Regions from separate parts of the Mus musculus genome. Here region 2 is linked to region 1. A link is a contact called in public Hi-C data. All regions are on one chromosome and are shown on one strand. Each heading gives the region's core, a stretch centred on a gene start, on an enhancer-like site or on the middle of the called end of the contact. The rest is flanking DNA. Distances are from core to core; before and after follow the strand shown. Region 1 has its middle 80 kb from the start of Gm33687. Region 2 has its middle 95 kb from the start of Abcc12.

Region 1 (7,860 bases), core at 3,451-5,950:
TATGTGTGGGGCTCCTGAAGCTGAGACCCTCGACACCTTGACACCGAGAGAAGACTACAAGATACTTCTGTTGTGATTTATATATAACAAGAAAGAGACCAGAGATATGTTTGGTGGAGGCGAGATGAGGTATTGGGGAAGGAGATGCCTATTCAGGCCCATGCTCAGGCATCCCTTCCCCCTGAGGTATCAGCCACACATAACAACAATGATATAGTTTTGAATAGAGTTTATTCAGGTTATAGGGAGAGGAGTTAAGGGGGTAGTAGAGACAGAGAAAGGGAGAGAGAAAGAGAGAGAGAGAGAGAGAGAGAGAGAGAGAGAGAGAGAGAGAAAGAGTGGAGGAGTAGCGATCAGTCATGAGCACATAGAGAGAGAGGTGGAAGAGGAATGGGGAGAGAGGAGGAAGGGGCTAGAAGACAGAGCTGTGGAGAGCAAGAAGGTAAAAGAGTGAGGAGAGGGTAAGCAGCTCTTTTATAGTGAGTCAGGCACACCTAGCTATTGCCAGGCAACTGTGGGGCGGAGCCTAGACTAAATGCCAACAACTTCAAACTCATTTTCGAACAGGCAGGAAACAGAAGGGACAGAAGGACACTCTGGGCCCCAGGATAGACCTTTAGACCAAGATGGTCCAGAGGCCAAAAAACTTAATAGTTTTAACAAAATCTTAGTTTAGGAAGAACCAACCTAAATTTTATAAGCCTGGTTTGTGAAGTGCTTCGGGACTTTAGAGAGAAAGAGAGAAAGAAGCAGGAAACTCTGACTCACCAGGCCAGCCGTCAAGTTAACGGCACAGAAAATGTAGTTGAGCCATCAGAAAATTGTTTTAATGTCCAGAGTTTCTGCTATTGTACTGCCATTAGCATGATGCTAATGAAACGTAATAAAATGTGGCTTGCAAAGGAAACCCATCTGCTCCGAAGGTTCAATTAACATGGTGAAGATGGATCTCTTACACGGTAAACTTGCATTTGATGCACGATCTGTGCTTTATGGATTATTACAGAAGCGCTAATGGCAGTCAGATAAAGTCAAATCGGACCCTGTTAACATTTGCCGCCAGCTCAATAACCCGAGAGCTCTGCCGAGGAGGGAAGGGAAGGAGCTTGGACTCGACCCCTTCCTGGATGGCACAACAGCTCTGCCCTCTATTCTTCAGGACAGAGCTGCTTCTCCACTTCACACCCCTCTGCTCCACAGCAAATGACCCAGATCAGGTGGAAAAGGTACTTATGACAACGGGAGTGCCCAAAAAAATGCGAGGAGGCTCTTGGGCTGGAAGAGGAGTGCACACCTTGCTTTGATTGTAAGCAATTGGAGGCCGATTGACAGAGGCTCCTTTTAATTTCTTCTTCCAGAGTCCACCATAACATTGAAAGATTACAACTGAGACTCTACCCAGCCAGTTACTGGTTGAGAGAGAAACAAATACAAGAGGAGAGAAGGCAGGACTCACACTCTAAGGGAGACCTTAGGAGCAGAAGTGAGCTGGTCTGCAGAGATCTGATGTGGGGCTTGTGTTCTGAGAACACAGTTTCTTTTCCTCTTTTTCAGATTCCACCCAAATCCAGATGGTATAGGCAAGGTGGCCAACAGAGAACACAGAGAGGAAAAGCCAGGCTTTCTTTTCTTCCATGGTATAGCCCAGGAGAGCCAAGCCAAGACAAAAGAGACAGAGCTTGAAGCCTCACTGTGAGCATACAGGTCCACCTGTTTCAGAAAGTGATGCATTCCTTTTTGGTCCCCTTGCCTGGTTTACGATTCACCTTTAGAAACCTAGTTGTAAGTTGGTACTCTAGATGAGGAGTTCCAGTTGTCAAAGCAGATGTCCCAGAAGGCCAGAGCATGGTGCTGCTATGAGGAGGGACATTATAGACCAGGAATGTTGCAGAACTTCTCAGGGCCCTCTCAGGTATCCTTTCAGGGACCAGACACTTGCCGGTTTGTATTCAGCGTTCCCTCTTTGGTTTACACTATTTTGCCTAAGTCATATCTTCAGGAAGCTTCTAGTCTGTGAGTAACTTGCCTTCCTCCGCTGAGTTCTGCCTCAGCACCTGGCGTTGTGGACATATTTCTGGAAGGGAGAAAGAGGCCGATGCAGTTCTGCTTGACATCTCCAACTGATTACTCCCAGAGTTTACAGAGACAGGGCTCGTGGGACGTTACCTGAAGGCAGTGTCCCACAATCATGGTTCCTGTGGCTGCCTCCCACACAGAAGCCTAACTGCAGAAGAAGATGCAGACATGGAGAGGGAAGAGACTTTGTAAAGACTTTAAAGCAGAAGCAAAGCCTCGTTCTGTGGACTTGAGGAGGCTCTTGTTTTCCCTGTACCCTAGCGTCCACCTTGACAGTGCAGCTCTCCCGTCTTCACAGAATCACCCTGAGGATTCATGAGCTAAGGGTCGCAGCTCCTTATCCCAGGGCCTGACACACTCAAAGTTTTCTATAAATTTAATTTTCATATCCAGGCACTGAGCTGGGAACATTGGCGTGCTTTCTAATCACAATAATCTCTGTTCTGGATGGGTTGTTTTTCTTGCCTCAAAGGCAAGGGCTGTATCAGTCAGCTTCTTGGTTTAAAAAAAAAATGGGAAGAGATTTGCTGTCTTCAGCAGAAAGAGAAAAGTCATGAGGGGCTGCTGTGTACGCTGTTCTCCAGACGTGGAAAGGCTGTTGCTGTCTTGACATCAAAGCAGCTGTGGTAAGCCACAGCTTACCTTCACAATACTGGGCTCACCTTTGTTCCATCAGGCAGTGCATGAAGGTCTCAAGGTTATGGGGAGGGAGCCCTCTTTGATGGTCTAACCAGCTATAAGTTTCCCATGCTCCTATAAATAACTCCAGCTCACATATTTGCAACCACACTGGATTCGGAATCATTTCTTTAGCTTGTTCTATTGTTGGTGCTTTATCTGGGACAAATAGACACGTGTTTATGTCTCCCCAGAAAAAGTCAGTGCAACAAGAGCACCAGGGATTCAGAGACCTACTAGGAGATGAGAGGACCAGGTTTGGCATGGGACAGTCAGCAGGACATGTTTGATTGGCCTCCACTGTCTATTCCAGTGGCAAGGATCCAACTCCAGATGGCCCCTCCAGCTTTTACTAACCGTCAAGGTCATAGAAGAGAGCAAATGAACTCACATTTCCTTCCTGCACATTGACTGAGCTGAAGTTGAAAGGGAGGCATTTAAGTCCCAGGGCAGCCATGGTGAGACATGTCCACAGGGAGGAAGGCTTCAAACTGTACAATGTGGCACACCCCTGATAGAGATGGGGTGCTGGTAGGTGATTGATTCATGCATCCTGAGGATGGTGAGAAGAAAACTCATATTTCGTGAAACATTCTCTACACACTTAAGCACACGCATGCAAGGCACACACACACACACACACACACACACACACACACACACACACGTACATTTGTAGCATGCAATTATGGCATGAAGGTCAATCTCTGCTCTTCCACACTTCCAAGACAAGTAAACGTCTGTAAAGAGAGAGGACATGCAGTGAACAGAGTCACCAACAGGGACATAGATATTGAGTAAGTTCCCACATAAGTCTCACAATTGTACTGAAGGGGTATAAGTCAACCCTGCTGAGAGATGGCTTTCTAGGCTGAGCTGGCCTACAAGAAGAGGGCAACTCCTCTAAGCAGCTCAGGAGAAAGGGGAGAGACAATGTAGGCAAAGTGGGCATGGAAAAGGAAGTAGGATTCCTGAGGTCTGGAGAGCTACACAGGTACACACTGCCCAGGAGAGGCAAGTGTCCAGCAAGTTGCCCTCGGGAGTTGAGCCTGTGCAACCTCGAGCAGCTGTGTCCCCAAATACAGGAGCTCATAAATCAACACTGACAGCCCTGTGCCGGCCAGACCCTTTGTATCAGGGACAGATGGCCCCTGGAATATACATGTGAACTCAGTGTGATTAAAGACCTACATATGCATTTGCAAGTGGTTAAAACAGACACTGACTCTACCCCAATGTCCTTGGGCCACAGAAATGTTTCCTAAAATTAAGCTTAGAATACTAATTGTATCAATAATGTTGTCCTTCAAACTCTGTTTTTAATCCAGACAGACATATTTATAAAATGAGTTTTATACTTTCTGTTACCAGTCTGACATGAGATTAAAAGTTGTGAATCTGTTGAAACAGGAGGCTGAACATGTCTAAAAATCTCAGCCCTCCTTAGATTTATAAGTTGGTTCACCAACCTGGAGATAGGATACAAGTGAGTACAGAGACTCACACCCACCTCTGCAGAACCCTGTGAGCTGAGCCTCTGTGGCTTCCATCCTTGAGTAGGAAAATTTGAATTATAACTTCAAGAGCCTCAGTGTGAACCAGAGAGTTAAACTCTGTGGGAATCCAGGCACAGTGGTCCTATTTTTGTGACTTTTACCTCTAGAGGGTCTACGGTAAATATTGGAGAATACTCTTGTCCTTTCAGCAGGAGCAACAGACAGACTGCTTGACACAGCCAAAGCCTGTGCTCTTGCTAACGCTGTCCACCTCATCTCATGAGGATGGGAAGGACACTCAGAAGCACTTGTGATCCACCGTTTGGCTCCTAGACCCATCGGAAGACCTGGAGGCCCATCACTACTCGAATGCGTTCTGTCCCTGAAGCCTGGCCACCACATCACAAAAGGCTTATTCACCAAAGTTCTGTTTACATGACTAACCATCTCAGGAAGCAAATTACAAGGCATACCGAGGGGGCAAAGTACACAGTCTGAGAGACAGAGCAGGCGTCAGAACTTGTCAGACTTTGCAAAGATTTTGGAACCAACACCGAGACTGTAAGACAATGATAACCAAACATGGTGGGATGGAGGGAAGATGACCCGTAGAGTGGTTTCAGAGCCACAGAAGCATAGCTTTGGCTGGAGAGGCTACAGGGAAGGAGCCAAGAAGGAATTAGATCATTGCTCATGGAAGCCAGATTTCTTACTATTGGAAAGGGAGTTAAGAATATGGAAAGAGAGAAAATGAGACTGAAACTGAGGTTTTGAGCTGGAGCTAGCATGAATTTATGAAAGGCAGAGAGACCACTAAATACAGAAATTATGTGCCTCGATAGATGTGTCTTTATATGTGTGTACCTGAATACATTGTAGATATATGTGTGCATAAAGACAGTTGGGAAGACCTGAAGACAGTCGTATCTGAATAGCAACCAGCCAACTAGCAACACCAGTCCTCATTTGCCAGGATACCATGGCGGGTGTAAGAGCTCACAGTAAAGGATCTGGGGAATGGTCCCCAGTGCAAGGAAGTTCCTGGAGAATGATGGGAGAGGCTGAAGATGAGAGACCAGAGAGGCTACTGTTAGTCAGATCTGGAGCAACATGAATATCAAAAATGGCTAGTAAGTATAAAACTATAACCCATTAAATAACATAGTAATTGATGAGTCCAGTCAGGCAAAAACAAGTAAATGGGGGGAAAGACAAAGCCTTTTATCTCAGCAGAAGGAACGATGGAATTATAATTTCACTGTTTGGCAACCATCAAACTAGTAATCAATGTATCTATGAAACGCAAATGGATGTTAAAATGAGCCCTTAAGCTTTTATGAGGACAGAGTATTATAGATTTAACATTCCTTTCTATAACGGAAGATTCCAGAGCAGTTTTCTCTATCATGGAGAAATCCAGCAGACACCACCTCCAACAAGCAGTCCCAGTCAATGGCAGCAGCAGCAGCAGCAGCAGCAGCAGCAGAGAGCATCAATATCACGTGATGTTCGCTAGGAGACAGTGCTGATGCCATAGCATCATTTCTGTGATACTATACCAAGATGTGGAATCTTATTTTTTTTTATGTGTATGAATATTTTGACTGCATTTTTACACAGTGTGTGTACCTAGTGCTTGTGTAAGTCAAGAGAGGGTCAGATCCCCCAAAACTACAGTTATGGATGGTTGTGAGCAACCATGTGAATACTGAGAAATGAACGTGGGTCCTCTGCAAGAGTAACAAATGCTTTTATTCACTGAGCCATCTCTCTCACTCCTGTAATATGAATTTAATCACGAAGAAATGCCAGACAAATGCAAATTGAGGGGCTTTCTACAAAATAACTAGCCTGTGACATTCAAAGTGTCCAAGTTGTGAAAGTCAAAGGACAACTAGAAAGCTGCTCCCCAGAGCAGACTAAAGGCATGGGACAAGAGTGTGTTATCATTCTGCTTTGAAGGGCAAGTGATGCCATTGGCTAACCTCAAGGGGTGTCTGTAGCTTGAATGGAAATTTCCTCATTTTAATAGTTAGGTTGTGGTTATGAAAAGAGTGACATCGCTGGTAAGAATTACACTGTTGAATAATTAGGGGGTGGATCTTATCCACACTTTTTTTCCATTGGTTGTGGAAAAAATGATCAGTGAATTTGAACTCTGCAAGCTTCAGGTGGTTTTAAAATGTTTAAGTTATCTTAAAAAGAGAGAGAGAAAGTAACTGTAAAGCAAACGCAAAATAATGTTATTTAGTTCAATTCTGTTGCCTGCCAAAGGCTGGAAGATTAAGATCTCTTCTCTGTTTGAAATGGAGATTAACAGTAGCTGGTGTTCAGAGCCAGTTCACAACAACCTGGAACTTTCTTCTGCCATCAGAGAGGAGAAGTTACAAAAGGAAATGACATTCCCATGATATGTTTTTTTTACATTCTTTAATTCTCTGGTTATATTGCCCTAAACCACACCCTGCACCACTTAAAGTGTCTGGTCTATGCTTTGGGAAGCTCTGGAAAACAATATCTCAGCATATACTTAATGAATGTGCATGCCTGGGGAGATGTGTAAGGTTGTCTGCTTCTGTGCCACCCTGCTAATTGCTCTGAATAGAAGAATATTGTCAAGAGAATGTGTTTAATTGAAAGTCCAACTTATCTTTAAATCTGATCTTGACTAAATAATATAGCCTCCATTTGACAGTAAGTCTTTGAGGCTGAGTGCACAGAACATATTTTGAGACCCAGACTCCAATAGTCAGCTTCCTCTTGCCAGCTCTACACATATGGCTCAAGACCACAAAAGCAAAATATTCCCTTTCTCTCAGAGCTGTCCCTCACACCTACATCCTTCTGTCCTGCTGTGGTAAATGGCACACTCTCCCACCAGTTTCTCAGGCCAGAATGTTGACATCGCTCTTGAACCCCGCCACCTCCTGTTTTTCTCCCCTGTAGAGAGCCTCTCTATAACCATGTTCTGTGATTTCTCCCAGAAGGCATATTTCTCATATAGTCTGTCTCCAATGCTGCCTAGTTTCTGGCTCCTGGCAAGTCTCCAGAGTTTGGCCATAGCAGGTTCTTAAAAGATAAACATGTTCTTGTAGTTCTTCCATAAAACCCTTCATAACTCTGCTGCCTAATGCAGTGACCATTTCAAATGATCCATAGTTAAGCAGTTAGTGGTTACCATATCAGACAGCATAGCTTACAGGACACAGATACTTCCAATCAAATCACACTATTCCAAAGCCTGCACATGGCTTATGGAGAATGTACAGACTTCTTGTTCAGGTCTGTGGGGCTTCTAAGGATCCGAACACCCCTCCCAGTCACCCCTTGCTATCGTTACATCACAGCAACCTCAATTTCTTCTGAACAGATAGAAGCCTTGCTTATCTCAAGATGACATTTATGCAATTGGATTTGCCAGGAATATATCCCCTAACCTCTAGACCCCTAAGTCCTTTCATCCTGCAGATTTCACCTTAAATATCCAAGGACATCCCTCAGTGATGCCCGCCTTAACTTCCATGTTGTGTATGATACTTTCTGGGTGCCATTTTTCTTCTTCCATGTGATTCATCCGTCACAATGGTGATATGTTTATGTGTTTGCTTAG
Region 2 (7,860 bases), core at 3,068-5,567, 110 kb before region 1:
AAAATGGGTCCCTGCTGAAGTCTGATTTCCCCATGTTGCTGAGCGGCCACAGTATTCTTATTGTCATTCACATCTTGGGCAGTATTTACTTAGAATGATCAATTCATCACGAAGGACATACACCAGTGCTTATCAAATGAGATCTTTGCATTCTGAAAAGACCTAAAAACAAAAAATCCAAACCAAACCAAACCAAACCAAACCAAACCAAACCAAACCAAACCAAAATCACTCTTTCTGGTTGAAAATGGATTCCAAAGGAGCAGCATTAATTACAGGGTCCCTGGGCCAATGACTTCAGTATATACTTTGGGCGCACCTACAATTTAGCCCTTTACGGTCCTTCGGTGGGTCTGTGATTTTTGTGAGGCAAAATCCAGGCAGGACTTTTGCCCACACTGTCTTTGGTTCTCCCCTAGGAGCAGAAAACTCTACAGGAGAAGATAAATAACTTGGAACTATAGTTCCTAGATCCTTGTGCAAACAGGAAGCCTTTGGCGTTTGTCTTGTGGTCTCCCTGCCGTGGTGTCTTGCCCCATGCCATGGGCCTCCCCATGCCCCATGCCCCATCTCCCATCCTCCATCTTCCCCAACCCCGCCCCCGTTTTCAAGACAGAGTGTTGAGGGATGAGTAGTCTAGAGAAGGCTTCCACTAATGCCCAAGCATATGGAAGCCTCTCATGGTCTACCCTCTGAGCATCAGGACCAACATGCAAGGGGCTGGACCTCTATTTGACATTTATGAGATGCTTGGCTAATACAGTAACCCCTCCCTCTGAACCAACAGATATCTTCCCTATCCAGAGCTGTTGACCCAGTGGTCTCTGGGAAGGAGGGTGTGATGGTTTGTATATCCTTGGACCAGGGAGTGGCATCATTTGAAGGTGTGGCCTTGTTGGAATAGGTGTGACCTGGTTGGAATGGGTGTGTCACTGTGGGTGTGGGTATAAGATCCTCACCCTAGTTGCCTGGAAGTCAGTCTTCCACTAGCATCCTTTGGATGAAGACATAGAACTCTCAGCTCCTCCTGCACCATGCCTGCCATGCTCTCACCTTGATGATAATGGATGGAACTTCTGACTGAACCTGTAAGCCAGCCCCAATTAAATGTTGTTTTTATAAGACTTGCCTTGGTCATGGTGTCTGTTCACAGCAGTAAAACCCTATCTAAGACAGAGGGGATGCATCCTATTTTGGGTCTGTGGCCCAGGGTAGGAAAGGATAGTGTGGCCAGCTTCTAACAGGTCTGGTAGAAATGAGATATTCTAAAGAGACACTTATGTCTTCAATGTGACTGTCTGACTATTGAAACAATGGACACTTCCCCGAAAATGGGCATTCCCCAGGAATCTCACACCAGGAGAAGGAAAAGGTGCCAGCTAGAGGGAGGATTCGTGTCCCAGAAAGTGAGTCCTCGAAGTTCTAACACCCTGCCAGACCACATCATAAAATGAGACTGAAGCCCAGACAAGGATGGGTCAGTGGTGGACGGGACCACATCTTGACAGAACTGTTTATATGTGCCGATCCTTGGCCCTCTGTTTAAACTTTAACCTCAGCATCCCAGCAGACAGACTTGAGGGGTTTACTGGATCTCTTTGATCCCTTGCCCAGTGTGTCCACATTGAATAAATCTTTGTCTGCTTTTCATTATTAATTTGGCTCTTTTAATTGGCTTATGGAGGATAAGTGGCCAGACCTGGCTTGGGGCACAAGTTGTGATCCTCACGTTTGATGTCTGGCTCTGTCGGGACCAGAATGCATTTTCCTTGGGCTCTCCAGGAATTCTACCAGGATGAGTGTAGAACTGAAAAACCCAGGAAGCACTGAATGGGGGCTGGTGGACAGATGGAAGACTGAATTCCGCTGGGAATGATGGCGGGGGTTTTAAGTGTTGTGGATCCTGCATGAGTTATGTATTTTCTGCTTGAAAAGCATCTGACAGGTTTTAAATGCATCAGGCTGAGCAACTTTGTCTACACACACACACACACTGAGGGTCTCAATAGGATCGCAGTCTCCAAGGATGCTTCTTTTCTGGCGTGAAATCAGGCAGGCACTTCCTCTTCCTTTGATCACAGCTCCCAGCACAGAAATCTCCGGATTTATGTAAATACAGAGATGAATTTGTATGTCTGAAAAATCACACCCTATGAGGGTTTTTAATTTTGTCCTTTTTTCTGTAGAAGGCTCAGCACTCAGAACCCTCAGATGGAAGTGACGATTGCCCCCAACCTCCTGAGGATGTTCACATAAGACACCCTGCCCAAAAGATACCATGAGATACAAGTGCCACTGCTAGCTCAGGGACAACACAGCTTTTCAGATCTCATGCTATGGCTCGAAAGTCTCGTCCCCAAAGCACAAGTGGGAAACTTAGTCTCGAGTAAAGCAGTACTGGAAGACAGGCCCAGTGAGGGGTGTTTAGGTTACAGGGCCTCGCCCTTGTGAATGGTTTGATGTTGATCATAAAAGAGCTTGAGGCTGGATTCGACTTTGTATGTGCTCTTGCCCACATGATGGTTTCTGCCGCTTTACAGAGTAGCTAGAAGGTCCTCAGCAGATATAGCCCCTCTATCTTGGATTTTCTGTTCTCCAGAACTGTAAGAAATATATTCATTTACTTTTATAAATTACCCAGCCTGTGGTATTTTATTATAGCAGAACAAACTGGATTAAAGCCTCAGATGAGTTGACATCTGCCTTTTACTCAGATTTCAATATGATTGCAACTGTCTGGGTGTGATAGCACAGGCCTAAAATTCAATCGCTTAAGAGCCAGAGGCAGGGGGGTTGTGAAAGTTCCAGGGCAGGGCAGTCTGAACTATACAGCAAACCCTTGTCTCAATAAAAGAAAACAATTTCAGCGAGGCACTGTCCTTCTGCCTCCTCTAAGGCTAGACCTAGACTTGCAGCGTCAGAGCCATTGCTCATATTTTGAAACTGTGATGTGGGAAATAAGCCCCTAATCTCTACACACAACAATTAATTCATTGACACAACAGATATTTATGGTGGGTCTGCTCTACGTGTGGGTGAAGATGCAGTTCTGTGTCCCTTTGCCACTTCTCTCTGTGCTGCCATGACTCTCATGACCCTTCATCTTGTCTTCATCTAGTCTTCGGCTAACCCGAGTTGTCAGAGGGTTGCTTTGGGTGCTGACTCACACAGACCACATTTCTTAACTTTTTTTTTTTTTTTTTTTTTTTAAGCAGGTGCTTAAGTAGGACTATCTCTGTCTAAAGCAATCTCACAAATTACTAGTTTAGGGGAAGTTTACATCTGTGGTTTGAAAGTAATAGTCGAAGGGTCTGTACTGCAAGTTTGACTCTGAACTAGCTAGCTGGTGTCATGGCAGTGGACTAACCAGCTGGTGTCATGGCAGTGGACTAACTAACTGGTGTCATGGCAGTGGACTAACTAACTGGTGTTATGGCAGTGGACTAACTAACTGGTGTCATGGCAGTGGACTAACTAACTGGTGTTATGGCAGTGGACTAACTAGCTGGTGTCATGGTAGTGAACTAACTAGCTGGTATTAGGGCAGTGGACTAAATAGCTGGTGTCATGGCAGTGGACTAACTAACTGGTGTTATGGCAGTGGACTAACTAACTGGTGTCATGGCAGTGGACTAACTAACTGGTGTTATGGCAGTGGACTAACTAGCTGGTGTCATGGTAGTGAACTAACTAGCTGGTATTAAGGCAGTGGACTAAATAGCTGGTGTCATGGCAGTGGACTAGCTGGTGTCATGGTAGTGGACTAACTAACTGGTATTAAGGCAGTGGACTAACTAGCTGGTGTCATGGCAGTGGACTAACTAGCTGGTGTCAGTGGAGAGTTTCTTTCATTTCCCAGAAGTCTTCAGTGTGAGTGGAGGCCATTGGCATACATTAGCAAGAGTCCTTGGGTTCTGAGGTTTATCTGATGCTTTGAAAGGAAGGACAGGCACTGCTCCCTCCCTCTGCTGCCCTCTCCTCCAGCATCAGCCATAGCTGTTCATCCCAGCAGCAACCAAAGCTGTGATAGGCTCTGCTTGGCTCCCTCTGTGAGCCTGTCCACTGTGTTTTTCTCAGCTCTGTTTTGCATGGAAATTCTTCTTAAAAGCATAGAATGAATAAAGTAGAATAAACCCTTTGTTTTCTGTCAGATACACTCTTTTAACACCAACTTCCACACCAGGCAATTGCTTTTTTCCCCCCCTCTTATAACAAGTGAGGAAACAGAGAAAAAGAAAACCCACAGCCTAGGGAGGTAGCCCTGCTTCATCCCCAGGGTGAGTCAGACTCTCAGCAGAAGGTAAACTGGGAAGCAGTGAGCAGGAGGTGTGATGTAAGAGGCTGAGTGCCAGGCCTGCTTCCAGGCAGGAGTGCTCTGCCAGAGGAGGGGTGGTGGCCCAGGGATGGAGGCTCTGTGCACACATAGAGGTCAGCTGCGGTCTTGATGCCCAGACAAGCTCTTTAAGCATCACTTTGTTACAAACAACGAACAGTGTGCCAAACATATGGTTGGTGAGTGGATGTTTGATGGGAAAAGATGGCACCATGGACAAGCTAGAGACGTTGTTTGGAACTTCCTTTGTAGTCTTATGCCCCTTTCCCCGGGCAACCCCAGTTTAATGGTGCCTTGGTATGGGAACCCTTCTGCTTCATCATTACCTCAGCCTTGTCCTATTGCTTTAACAAGACACCACAAACTGGGTAATTTGTAAAGAATGGGACTGTATTTCTTACACTGTTGGCAGTTGGCAAACCCAAGGCAATAGCACTAGCAAATTAGGTTCACTCTGTTTCCAAGATCGTGTGTGTGTGTGTGTGTGTGTGTGTGTGTGTGTGTCCTTCTAGGGGGAAAGAAGCTTTGTCCCCACATAGCATAAGGAATGGAGGTCCATGCATTCACGAGGTTGGGGCCCTCCTATTCTAATTATCACCTACACGTCTATGTCTTAATATTAATTAGCACCTGGAATTTTAGGGAGACAAGTATGTGAAAGCTGTAGCAGCCACAAATCCCCCTGGAGGTCCATGGCTTCTTCTTGTGATTTAGTCATAAATGTTGAGCATCTGGAAATCAGGATCAGCTTACCAGCTGCGTGGCCCCAGGTCAGAGGCTAGTGGCTTTGCGCAGGTTGTGTAAACCCTTCCAAGTCTGCATCACTTAGGGCCCTCACTGCATGCTCCAGAAATCACCTTTGACCTGTATACAAATGGAGCTGTATGAGCAAGATGGAAGGTGGTGGAGCTGTTCTGCCTTTCAAGTGTGCCACTGTCACCTCTGTTACTACCACAATGAATGGCTGCTAACCTTTTTCACCCTTGTCTGAAGTATCTCATCAACATTAAAAACCTAGAGCTAAAGTATCCTTTTCTGGGTTACCTGGTCTCTGTAGCAAAGGTGAGCATTTAAAATTAATTTGCATTAAGACTACCACAGTAGAGGAGGCAAGAGGCAACTCCAGGAGACTGGGTTTCAGGAAACTTAAGATGATAGATGCCCACATGACCGCAGTTCTCATTTTATGAAGAACGACCAAGAGAAGAACAGATGTCTAAACTTTCGTGGTTTTTCTGTATTCTTTGTCTTTTGAATATGCCAGAGGCAGCATCTTGTAGAAAATGCCCCACGTGAACACATGCCAACATCTACCATCACCAAGCTCACTGTATTTTGTGAAGACTGGTCCCGACAGCCTTGCATGGTGGCTGTGAGGAGTGGATGAGGGATGGTGGGAAGGTTCTTGAAGAGCCACGCACATGCAGCGATTGAGGACGATTTAGCTGCTCTGAACGAGCCAGCTGTGTCTCGGCAGCTGCTCATCCTTTCTTCCTGGATCACTGCTCCTTTTCATGAACTCCTGTATCTGGTTTGTTTGTTGTTAGTTCTTTCATCTGCTTTGTTCCTGGGAAGGTCTGGCTTCAGGTAGCAGCGTTTCATCCTGAATGTCCTGTCAGGCCAGTGTTTGCTTATGTCTTGGCTCTTATGTCAGCTGTACTTGATATCCAGAGGACATAGGCTTTGGTGAAATCACCGCTCCAAGCCTCTCACTGTCTGCACAGTGTCCATTTGTGGATCTCTGTGTTAGTTCTCATCTGCTGCAAGATGAAGCATCTCTGGTGAGGGCCGAGTGAAGCACTGGTCTGTAAGCACAGCACTGTGTTGTTAGGAGTCATTTCAGCACTATGTTCTTTGAGCAGAATAATAGTATCAGGTTTCCCCTAGGTCCATGACCTATCTAGTCTTAGGATCTTTGGCTCATTGGCAATGTCAGGTATGGAGCAGGCCTTAAATCCAAGCAGAAAATGGTTGTATTAATTTATGTTTTGGTCTTCAGTTCAATTCTGTTGACCAATATGTTTGTTTTTATACCAGGACCATGCTGGTTTTTTTTTCTTTCTTTCTGTAGCTCTGTATTACAACTTGAAATTGGGATTGTGATACTGTTTGGAGGTTCTTTTATTATTCATTTTTAAAAGATATCCTAGATTCTTTTTTGTGTTTCTATATGAAGTTAGAATTAATTTTCAATTTCTGTGAAGAATTCTGTTGGAATTTGATGGGGGATTGCATTGAATCTACAGATTGCTTTTGGTAGGATGGCTGTTTTTACAATGTTAATTCTACTGATCTATGAGCATGGGAGATCTTCCAATCTTCGGGTGTCATTTCTTCCCTTTAGGTTTTAATTTTAACTTTCTTTGAAGTTTTATTATACAAGTCTTTTACTTGCTTAGTTAGGGTCACCACAAGATTTTTAAGATGCTTTTGTGGAAGGCACTGTCTCTCTGGTTCATTTCTCACTCTGTAATTTGTATATATGAGGGCTACTGATTTGCGTTGATTTTGTATTGTCTATTGCTACTTTGCTGAAAGTGTTTATCAGCTGTAGAATTTTCCTGATGGAGTTCTGAATGTCTGTTATGTATAAAATCATGTCATCTTCAAATGAGGGTACTTTGACTTCTTCATTTCCTATTTGTATCTTCCTGGTCTCCTTCACTTGTTCTAGCTAAGACTCCAAGTACTATATTGAATAGGTATAGAGAGTGGACATCCTTGTTCCTGATTTTAGTAGAAATGCATTGACATTCTTTCTGTTTAGGTTGATGTTCGCTATGGGCTTCCTATACATTGTCTTTATTATGTTGAAGTACATCCCTTGTATCTCTAGTCTCTTTAGGACTTTTATCATGCAGGGGTATTGGATTTTAAAGGCTTTTTCAGCATCTAATGAGATAATCATGTAGCTTTTGTCTTCTAGTCTGTTTATGTGGTAGATACATTTACTGATTTACATAGACTAAATCACTCCTACATCTCTGGTGGGGTGGATCATGGTGGATAATCTTTTTGATATGTTCTTGTAGTCGGTTTGCAAAGCCTTTATTGGGAATTTTTGCACCTATGTTCATAGGGGATAATGGTTTTTAGTTTTCTTTTTTAATTGAGTTTTTCATGGTTTAGGTATCAGGGCATTTGTAGCCTCATGTGAGAGAATTAGGCATTGTTCCTTTACTTCTATTATTCAGAGTAATTTGAGGAGTTTGGTATGAATTTTTCCTTGAAAGTCTGGTAGAGTTCTGCACTGAGTCCATCTGGCCTTGGACATTTTTTTCTTGAGAGGTTGATTCTATTTTGCTAGGGGTTATTTGTCTGTTTAAATTGCTTGTTTGGTTTTGATTTAACTTTAGTGAGTCATGTATATCAAGAAATTCATCTACTTCATTTTAGGTGATTCCAGTTTGGTGTTGATTTTTAAAGTATGTCCTTATAATTCTTTGGATTTCCCTAGTGTCTGTTGTGATGTCTCTCTGTTCATCTCTAATTTTATTAATCTGAATGTTCTCTCTTCATCTTTTAGT

Evidence for each region. Hi-C and Micro-C count contacts between places; a contact is called where the count stands out from the background.
Region 2: a contact with region 1 is called in a Hi-C map of pancreatic cancer cells, with 2.0 times the contacts expected there. The contact joins two enhancer-like sites. A contact is called at or near these places in 11 of 484 Hi-C or Micro-C datasets (the C2C12 cell line, adipose-derived mesenchymal stem cells, cerebellar granule neurons and 7 more).

What each region holds. Positions count from the first base shown.
Region 1 is chr8:86,355,716-86,363,575 of GRCm38.p6, reverse strand. No RefSeq gene overlaps it. Among named protein-coding and RNA genes, the nearest start is that of Gm33687, 80 kb to the right of the region's middle. Within about 2 kb of position 4,700, at least 11 of the 459 cell types and tissues checked have an H3K27ac peak or open chromatin away from gene starts, as enhancers often do. A contact at or near this core is called in pancreatic cancer cells, where this site is marked.
Region 2 is chr8:86,467,403-86,475,262 of GRCm38.p6, reverse strand. No RefSeq gene overlaps it. Among named protein-coding and RNA genes, the nearest start is that of Abcc12, 95 kb to the left of the region's middle. Within about 2 kb of position 4,317, at least 16 of the 459 cell types and tissues checked have an H3K27ac peak or open chromatin away from gene starts, as enhancers often do. A contact at or near this core is called in pancreatic cancer cells, where this site is marked.